Linked DNA regions of Danio rerio: region 1 is linked to region 2. A link is a contact called in public HiCAR-type data. All regions are on one chromosome and are shown on one strand. Each heading gives the region's core, a stretch centred on a gene start, on an enhancer-like site or on the middle of the called end of the contact. The rest is flanking DNA. Distances are from core to core; before and after follow the strand shown.

Region 1 (4,625 bases), core at 1,599-4,098, 140 kb after region 2:
CTGAAATATTTTTAACACTCAAAGCTGTAAAAATATCACTACAGTGTCCAGAAGATCCAGATTGCATATGAATGTGGGCCACTTTAGGCAGTTATGCAGCACTGGTGGTCTTCCTTCAGCCCAGACAAAATTAATGTGAGCCTGAAGTGGCCCACCTGTAAAATGCCAAAGGGAGGCCTAAGATTAAATTCATATATGGACCATTTAAGGCAGAGATTTGGCATTTATGGCAGAATATAATCTGAATGGGAGCCTAATGTGGCCCATGGTAATAATGCCATGGATAATGGTAAATTTGGCCTAAATGATGGAGGACACATGTGGGCCACAGTTGTTAAAGTGGCCTAGTCATTTAAGGGTAATCTGGGTCTAAACCTGAAGTGGCTCACACATGTCAGTGCAAATGTGGCCCAGTTATCTTAAAACATATGTTGAACATTTTTGGCAAATATTTGGCACAGTTAGCTCTGGCTAATGTGGCTATGAGGATAATGTGGCCCAGAGAAAATATGGCAAATGTGGCCCAGTTATCTCAAAACATATGTGGGCCACTTCTGGCAAAATATTTGGCACCGTTAGCTCTGGCTAATGTGGCTGCGAGTCTAATGTGGCCCAGAGAAAATATGGCCCAGTTATCTTAAAACGTATGTGGGCCACTTTTGGCAAATATTCGGCACAGTAAACTCTGGCTAATGCAGCCGTTAGCCTATAGTGGCCCGGAGAAGATATGGCAAATGTGGCCCAGTTATCCTAAAACAAATGTGGGCCACTTTTGGCCAGTGCCATCATTCCATGCGGTATGTGGGCCGGATTTGAGCCACATGGATTTTGCTAGCTGCTCTTTTATGTCTTCTGTTTATTTTCTACTGTGAAACTTTGCATTTATTCAAGCGTTCACCCTCAGCTGATGATCCCGGGAGAGAGCTCAGAGGATCCTCGAGCCCGGGGCTCCCTCCTGTTTGCAGGGCGAGAGGGGAGTTTGAGCTCAGGTAGATGTGGAGAACTCCCCTGCTGTAGTAGCTGATGAACAGATAGTGATCGCTCTTAAGAGAGAACTACTGACTAGGAGCATATGGTGCTGATGTGGATTAGTCAATGAACTTAAGCTGCATGTTTTTGGACGGTGGGAGGAACCCGGGGGAAACCAACATGAGCATAGGGAGAATGTGTTAACTCCACATTGAAACATCGGCTGGCTTAGTAAGGACTAGAACCAGTGACGTTCTTGCTGTGAGGCAACAGTGCCACCCATTTTATTAAAGTCGGAGGAGTAGGGGCGGAGAGGGGGATTCTTTAAAACCAAGCTGGCTGTGATATGGAGCTCAGGGTGTTTATAGTGGCTTAGGAATCGTCTGATTGGTTAATCATAAATTGAATAATGTGGGACCAGCTGTGATCAATCATAAGCACGAGATCCTCTCGACATTAGTTTATAAATAAACTTCACTTTTCAGCTATTAGAAACATTTACAAGCAAGGTTTTTCTTTCTAATATGAATAATCCAGACTCTGTGACATGTTTATTATGTAATCTATAGGATGCATATGCTAAATGTAATATTAAATCAAAATATAACAGTATTCATTCATATTCCTTCAGCTTAGACCTTTTATACATCAGAAATCGCCACAGCGGGATGAACTGCCAACTATTCCAGCATAGGTTTTACACAATGGATGCCTATCCAGCCGCAACCCAGGACTGGGAAACACCCATAAACACTTATTCACACACACTCATACACTACGGCCAGTTTAGTTGATCAGTTCCCCTATAGCGCATGTGTTTGGACTGTGGGGGAAACCGGAGCACCCGGAGGAAACCCACACCAACACGGGGAGAACATGCAAACTCCACACAGAAATGCCAACCCAACCCTCTCAGGAAACAATCTGCATTTTACATTTTCAAAATATTTCATTGTGTCTGATTTATAAGCATGTTTACCCAGGGGTGTAGTGGACATTTTAAAAGTGGGGGGGGGGGGGGGGGGGGGTTAATAATTCACATAGCCTACCCCAAACCCAACCCTCAGGGAACTGTACAGAAACCTCACTCTGTATGATTTATAAGCTTTTTGAGGAATGGGGACATCATGAGTCGCACCTTTTTCATTTACTACTCATGTATGCTGTGACAGTTTTGCACATTATTAATTCTCCGCTGGATTTCACACAACAGTTTTTCACATTTACATTCATCGTTACATAAATCTTTATTATTATTGATTTGGTAGTTTATACTTCTGTTTACTTTTCGCATGCATATTTTGTTAAATAAGTATTTTAATTTACATTAAACCTTATTGGCGTCATTTGAATCTCCTAATACCTGTGTCATCCTACGCCATTATGCACATTTGTGTCCTGATAAGTCACAAAAACTCGTACAGACACACATGTCGGTATGGGTGTACTTGTCTTGTTATATCCCAATGAGAAGAGGATGCACACAGACAAGTGGGGACACAATTGAGCGCCCCAATGGTTATAACTCACACACAATGAAGTATCTTGAACATGTATAATGCAGATTGTTTCCTGATGGGTTGGGTTTAGGGGTGGGTCATATAATTAGAGGTTTTACTTTCTAAAAAAAAACTCATTCTGTGTGATTTAAAAATGGGGACATGATCCTAAGTCATTACTATCTCCTAATACATGTGTCATTCTGTGTCATTATGCTCATTTGTGTCCTGATATATCACAAAAACCTGTACACACACACACACACACGCACACACACACAGATGCGGAACAACAAGTCTGAACAAACTCCTGTGCTTTACTTCCGAATGTTTGAAACACCTCCGGCCTCCAGCGCCTCCTCCCGCCGCTCCTGCCTCCAGAACGGAGACTCAGACCGGAGACCGACACCGGAGACCTGCCGCTGCACCGCACCGATGACCGACAACGAGCGCGCGGCCAGAAACCTCAAACACGTCCTGCAGAAACCGGGGAACGGCAGCTGCGCGGACTGCGGAGCCGACAGTGAGTTTCAATTCACAGACACACTCACTACAACTAGCCGGACTTCAGACATGACCGAACCTGCGCGCGGATAAACACACACACACACACACACGGGCAGTATTCACCTGAAGCACAGCACCACACCACAGCACGAGCTTTAAACAGTGTTTAATAGTCTGTTTCTATTGTGTTTTATATAGCCTTTTGCTAAATATGCTATATATTGCTTTAGGCGTTGACAGAGTTGAAGTAGGATTGGAAACTCTCCGGTTTGAAATCAGAATAGAGGCTGGCGCATACGCTGTGTGTGTGTGTGTGTGTGTGTGTGTGTACAGGTATAGGTTTAAAGGCACACAATGGTGTATAATGAATTAGTTGTACTCTATTAATTTGGTCTGCAGACACACACATCATGTCTGCGCATTAAATATGATTAAAAGTTAAAATAAAAAATCTAAATTTCTAAAAAAAAAAAAAAAATACAATTGTCCAGAGGTTTGCGTGAGGTTTGGGTTTATGTGGTTTTCACTGTACAAAATATTTATGGCCTATGGGCAGAGTGCCTGTAAACCTGTGTGTGTGTGTGTTTTATGAAATCACACTGTAAACCATTGTGTTGTCTCAGTTTACATCAGTTAAACTGACTAAAATATTATGTTAAACTTTGTATAACCTTAAATATTAACGTGAAACCTGATTAACGGATTAAAATAAGAGAAAGCAACAAAAATATTTGCTAACTTAACTATATTCATACATTTTGTGTATTCACACATGATGTGTATATTGTCATGAGTATGACACTGTCTGGAGAAGCTGAATTATAGGGATATTATTGATGTGCCAATTTCTCAAAAGGCTTATAAATAATAGATAATGAGTTTTATTTCTTTTCAGAAACTAAAACTGCACCGTTTCCTGTAAGGGCTTGGGTTAAAATTGGTGCAGAGTAATAGAAAATACAGTGTGTGCACTATAAAAGCAATGGAAGCCTATAGAATGTCCCCACAATTGAAAAAAAAACAAACCTGCATGTGTGTGTGAGTGTTCATACCTGTGTAATGAGAGCAGCTGTAGGGTCTGTACAAGGATTCCTGGTTTGTTTTGCGGTTGTGTTTGCATTAATGTTGGAGCAGATTTAAGTAGTGTACAGCAGATGTACTGTGTTTTACTGTGGTACTGCTGTCGGCCGTGCTGTGAGCTTGTGTTTGTCTGCTGGACGGAGATCAGATCTCCACTGTAGGTGTGGTTGAGATTTCTTCATGTTTCTTGGCAGAGATGGAGAGAGTGATATGGGGATGTGGAGACGCAGATGAAGAAACAGGAAGTGTGTGTTTCTGTAAAACGCTTCATGTCTGACACACACACACACACTTCTGTCCTCAGGTCTGAAATACTGGATAAATCACACTTGTCAGCTTCACTATTGAAGAGTGCTTTGGCTGTGATGTTATAGAGCAGGAGTGTCCAAACTCAGTCCTGCAGGGCCGGTGTCCCGGAGAGTTTAACTCCAACTTGCTTCAACACACCTGCCTGGAAGTTTCTAGTATATAAGAGCTTGATTAGCTTGTTCAGGTGTGATTGATTAGGGTTGAGGCTAAACTCTTCAGGACACTGACCCTCCAGGACAGAGTCTGGACACCCCTGTTATT
Region 2 (4,815 bases), core at 1,281-3,780:
GCACACACACATACCTCCACACACGTATTAACCTGCACACAATAACACAAAGATACACACACACACACACACACACACACACACACACACACACACACACACACACACACAATAACACAAATAAAATCCCACACACACACACACTCTCACATACAATAACAAACACATTACCACACATACACACACTCACTTACAATAACAAACACAATACCACACACACAGATACACAATAACATACGCACAAACAAACACACAGTAATGCGCACACACACACATACCTCCACACACGTATTAACCTGCACACAATAACACAAAGATACACACACACACACAATAACACAAATAAAATCACACACACACACACACACGCACAGATCTAAAAGTAGACTGCTGTATTAATATGTCATTTATTTGAAGTGTATGAGTCTAATACCTCTTACAGTCAAACCTGACTGCGCTTTTACAAACAACCCAACATTAATTCCAGCACGATTGACAGAGTTTACAGGCGAGGACGTCTTCAGATGCTCCAGGAGCTTCTGTTAGATTTCAATTGCATTACTGACACTCATTTACACCAAAAAGAGGAACACACGAGTGTATTTTGCAGCTGCATTTCTTATGTTCAATGTGTTAAAGTTGCTTAACGTCAGGGTGTGTGTGTGTGTGTGTGTGTGTGTGTGTGTGTGTGTTTTCTGTTAAACATATCATTACATCTTCAGTTTAAACTGTGGTCTCTCACACACACACACACACACACACACACATTTCCTGTGCGTGTGAACACTTTATTTAGATAAGCTTGTGGAGTACATTTGCACTTCTGGTATTGGCTTCACTTATTTCGCACCACTTTCATGTTAATTCATTTTGGGTGAACTGCTCCTTTAAGAGCTGGGGGGTGAAAAGTTTTGCATTCGAGCCGCAAGATAAATTGTCTTTTATGTGTAATCTGGGAAACATGAAATTATATACTACATTGTCTTCTGTTGCTTTTGAAGGTCAAGGAAAATAGAATATTTCAACAAAATAAAGACGTTTTCATCCCCGTCTCTTAATGCCTGCTGTTTGCTTCCGCAGCATCAGTGAGTGTCTGAACCTTTATTAATGACTGTGTTTGAGTCCCTCAGTTGTGCTCTGTGTGAAAACATGGATCTATGATACTGGAGAGATTCAAAATCTGCAGAAGATGCTGGAAAACTGCAGAATCAACTTAACACAAGGGTTTTTGTGAAGAACGGCAACATTTTAACTGTTCAACATGTAAAAGTAAAATCACAAAGTAAAATAATGGTCATAAATCATCAAGAAACCACATAGAATATTTAGACCAAGGGTTCATAAACTTTTTCACGGTGTTATTTTAATTTATTTAACTATGTTAACTTGTAAACTATATTTAAGCATAGTTTATGTAAAATATGTTAGTCTGCAGCCTTATCTAAAATATAAAGTGTGTTTAGGATGATCTCTTGTTCTTAAAACAACCCACATTAAGCTACCATAACATTTCTGCAAGACTTTTGGATGCTGCTGTACTAAAGCTGTAGATAAAAATAAAAAGGTTTCATTGCACGATTGAATTACACAATGTTTAAATTCTGATAGCTCATGATAACTCATGCAGACTCACGCTAACACTATTGCAACATTCATGCATTTATACAATTTCCTTCAGGCTTATTTCCTTTATCCATCAGGGGTCGCCACAGCGGAATGAACTGACAACTATTCCAGCATATGTTTTACTTAGCGAATGCCCTTCCAGCTGCAACCCAGTACTGGGAAACACCCATACACACTCATTCTCTCACACACTCATACACTAGGGCCAGTGTAGTTGATCAGTTGCCCTATAGCGCATGTGTTTGGATTGTGAGCGAAACCGGAGCACCCGGAGGAAACCCACGCCAACACGGGGAGAACATGCAAACTCCACACAGAAACACCAACTGACCCAGCCGAGACTCAAACCAGAGACCTTCTTGTGCTAAGCACTGGGCCACCGTGTTTTATTGCAGCATTGTTATTTAATTTTAATAAATATTTGTATGAAGAAACGTTACCCTTCATTCAGCTTTTGAACTTCTATTTCACCTTAATAAGGCGGATAATCAGAATATTTGGTAATATTTCAATATTGGTTGTGCTTAAAATAGTTACGCAATGATGTGAACAATAGCATTTCGAAATCTTGACTTATGCATATCAGTCTGTGTACTAATACTATCTAAACATGAGCAAAATAAAGTATATTAAAACAAATATTAATTTAAAACACAACAGCTATAAAATACTCGCTCTAGACAGAAACAAAGAGGCGTCAATACTTTTTAAAAATCAAATAACTGTTGAGTCAACTCCATTTCTATACCTTTCTTATGCTATTTAAAACATTTAATATTTCCGTTATTGTAAAAGGTAATCTCTGTACGGTTTAAACTATATTTTTGTCTGTTTTGTTTAGATTACTTCAATGCTATTAAATAAACAACAAACTAATGAAGTCACGTGACCGATCACGAGATTTGAGAGCTCAGGCGGGATATTTGAATTTGAAATCAGCTGGAGCTCAAACGGCCGATTGAAACTAACGGATGTCGATTAAATCTCGATTAATTGGATTAAAACTCATCAAAATCGGACAGAAAGAAGATGCGATTGATCAGAGGACAGCAGACTCCGGTAAGACGCTTTACACTCTCAGGCCTCGAATCAGTAAACAAAACAAGCTGAAAACACACACAGACAAAGCAAACACAAAGTCTGAGGTACTATAATGAACGCTGAATTATTCCCATCCAATATTTCTGCTATTCCTGCTTCTGTGTTTGCTGTTAGTTAAATGTTTTATTTATCACTTGTGACAGAAATCATAATAAAGATCCTGAGCGACCAATGAAATTATAATAGGCGGAGCTTTACTGCTAACAGTATGCTAATCAGACGTGTCAGCAATGTGAAATTAATGTTTGACAGCTCTATTCTTAAAGAAATGCCAATTACCAATAGCACTATTCTGTGATGTTTACTATGACAACTACATCAAACTTTGCAAGTTTTGAATTATGAATTATTTACTTGATTGCCTTTACTTAAAAGAAGCATTTAGGTACTCATTTGCCTACACACGTTCATTCTTATTCATGTGCCCGTTTAAAAGTAAAGTATTATACACAAACTGAATGCGATATCTCACCGTGTGTTGAAATAGTGGAGTTTGTGTTTAATATGCTGCTGCACAACATCTGCGTCAAATTCCGCTTGTTTTGAGTTTGAATACTTGATTGGCTGTTGAATATTCAAAAAGTCATTAACCACTCATTTGCATATAGACTAATATACACGCATGCGCTCTTATTCATGTGCCCGTTTAAAATGAAAATATTCCACACAAAGTGAAGACAATATTTCATTTGATTGTTTATTTCAGTTTATTGATTAATATGTGTAACTTTAGTCAGAGAAAGAATTTAGAATTAGCGAAGATGCTTATTTGGCATATTTGTTTAATAATATAACAATCTTGTGAACTTAAAAAGTTGGAAGCCTTGCAATTTTATTTCTTTGTATATTTAATTGCAATAACAACACAACAATTACATTTGAACGGATAGAAATAAAGTACAAACCACTCAGAGATTACTTTTGTTGTTTGTTGACAATGATGGAAATATGAATTACATTTAAAATAATCTAACAAGGGTATATAAAGAAGGAAAGGAGAGGAAAACGAATAGAAAATTACCCAGAATATTAAACAAAGCACACAATTAAAGATTTAACTGCTTTCTTAATACTAAACCTTGAAATTGTATTTAGGTAAAGGTCCAATTCTTGTTTAAATAATCATATAAAGGGGTTTAGCATTACGATTAGTTGATTTCCGTATTTAGCTGCCCCTTTAGATACCTGTCTGTGTGTGTGCGTGTGTGTCGCTAGAGGGCAGCAGATGAACATCAGACAAACTCGTACAAAAATCTTCAATATTTGTAGAATAATGGACTTCTAGGAGTTATATACTTTTAGGAGTTCACTTTAGCTGTGTGTTTACCTGAAAATATCAGCACAACTTGATATGATCATCAGCCAATTAGAATCAAGCATTCAGCAGCCCTTTTAGTACACTGTAATGGCTTAACCAAGCTAAAACTGCAGTATAATGGGTTAAATTAAGTGAAATAATGTAATTTCAAAGCAAACACAATATAATTTTGTTTACCCCATTGGCTGATATTTTAGCTATATCTACAGGTATATTAGTTATATCCAACTCTCCTAATGTGATGCAATATTTTTGAAAACCAAACACTTTTATTTATTTGGAAATGCTTCTTTGAAGAATTTTGAGGTATTTAGACGAGAAGACAAAAACTCACTCACGGAGTGTGGGGTGACATGGCAGCTCAGTGGTTGGGACTGTTGTTTTACAGCAAGAAGGTCACTGGTTTGAGTCTCAGCTGGGTCAGTTGGCATTCCTGTGTAGAGTTTGCATGTTATCCTCGTGTTAGTGTGGGTTTCCTCCGGGTGCTCCGGTTTCCCCCACAGTCCAAACACATGTGCTATAGGAGAACTGATCAACTACACTGGCACTAGTGTATGAGGGTGTAAGAGAATGAGTGTTTATGGGTGTTTTCCAGTACTGGGTTGCAGCTGGAAGGGTATCTGCTGTGTAAAACATATGCTGGAATAGTTGATGGTTCATTCTGCTGTGGCGACCCCTAATGCTATTGCTCTCTAATGGGCATTTTATATTGTGAAGAATTATTGATTTCTCAGCAGACTTTTCTCATTTCCTCTGTCAGTTCATTTATT

Evidence for each region. HiCAR-type assays count read pairs that join an accessible place to other places.
Region 1: a HiCAR-type map of caudal fin shows a contact between it and region 2, with 5 times the contacts expected there. The contact joins the promoter of zgc:92360 here to the promoter of cacna1ib in region 2. A contact is called at or near these places in 3 of 18 Hi-C or Micro-C datasets (caudal fin, hematopoietic stem cells and an unstated tissue) and 1 of 4 datasets of contacts at active chromatin or transcription factors (caudal fin).

Annotation. Positions count from the first base shown.
Region 1 is chr6:737,728-742,352 of GRCz12tu, forward strand. It overlaps zgc:92360, which reads left to right and starts at 2,849. Exons shown (of 11, transcript NM_001002715.1): 1 at 2,849-2,991. The coding sequence starts at 2,904.
Region 2 is chr6:594,159-598,973 of GRCz12tu, forward strand. cacna1ib (calcium voltage-gated channel subunit alpha1 Ib) reads left to right here and starts at 2,531. Exons shown (of 37, transcript XM_068221863.2): 1 at 2,531-2,685. The coding sequence starts at 2,598.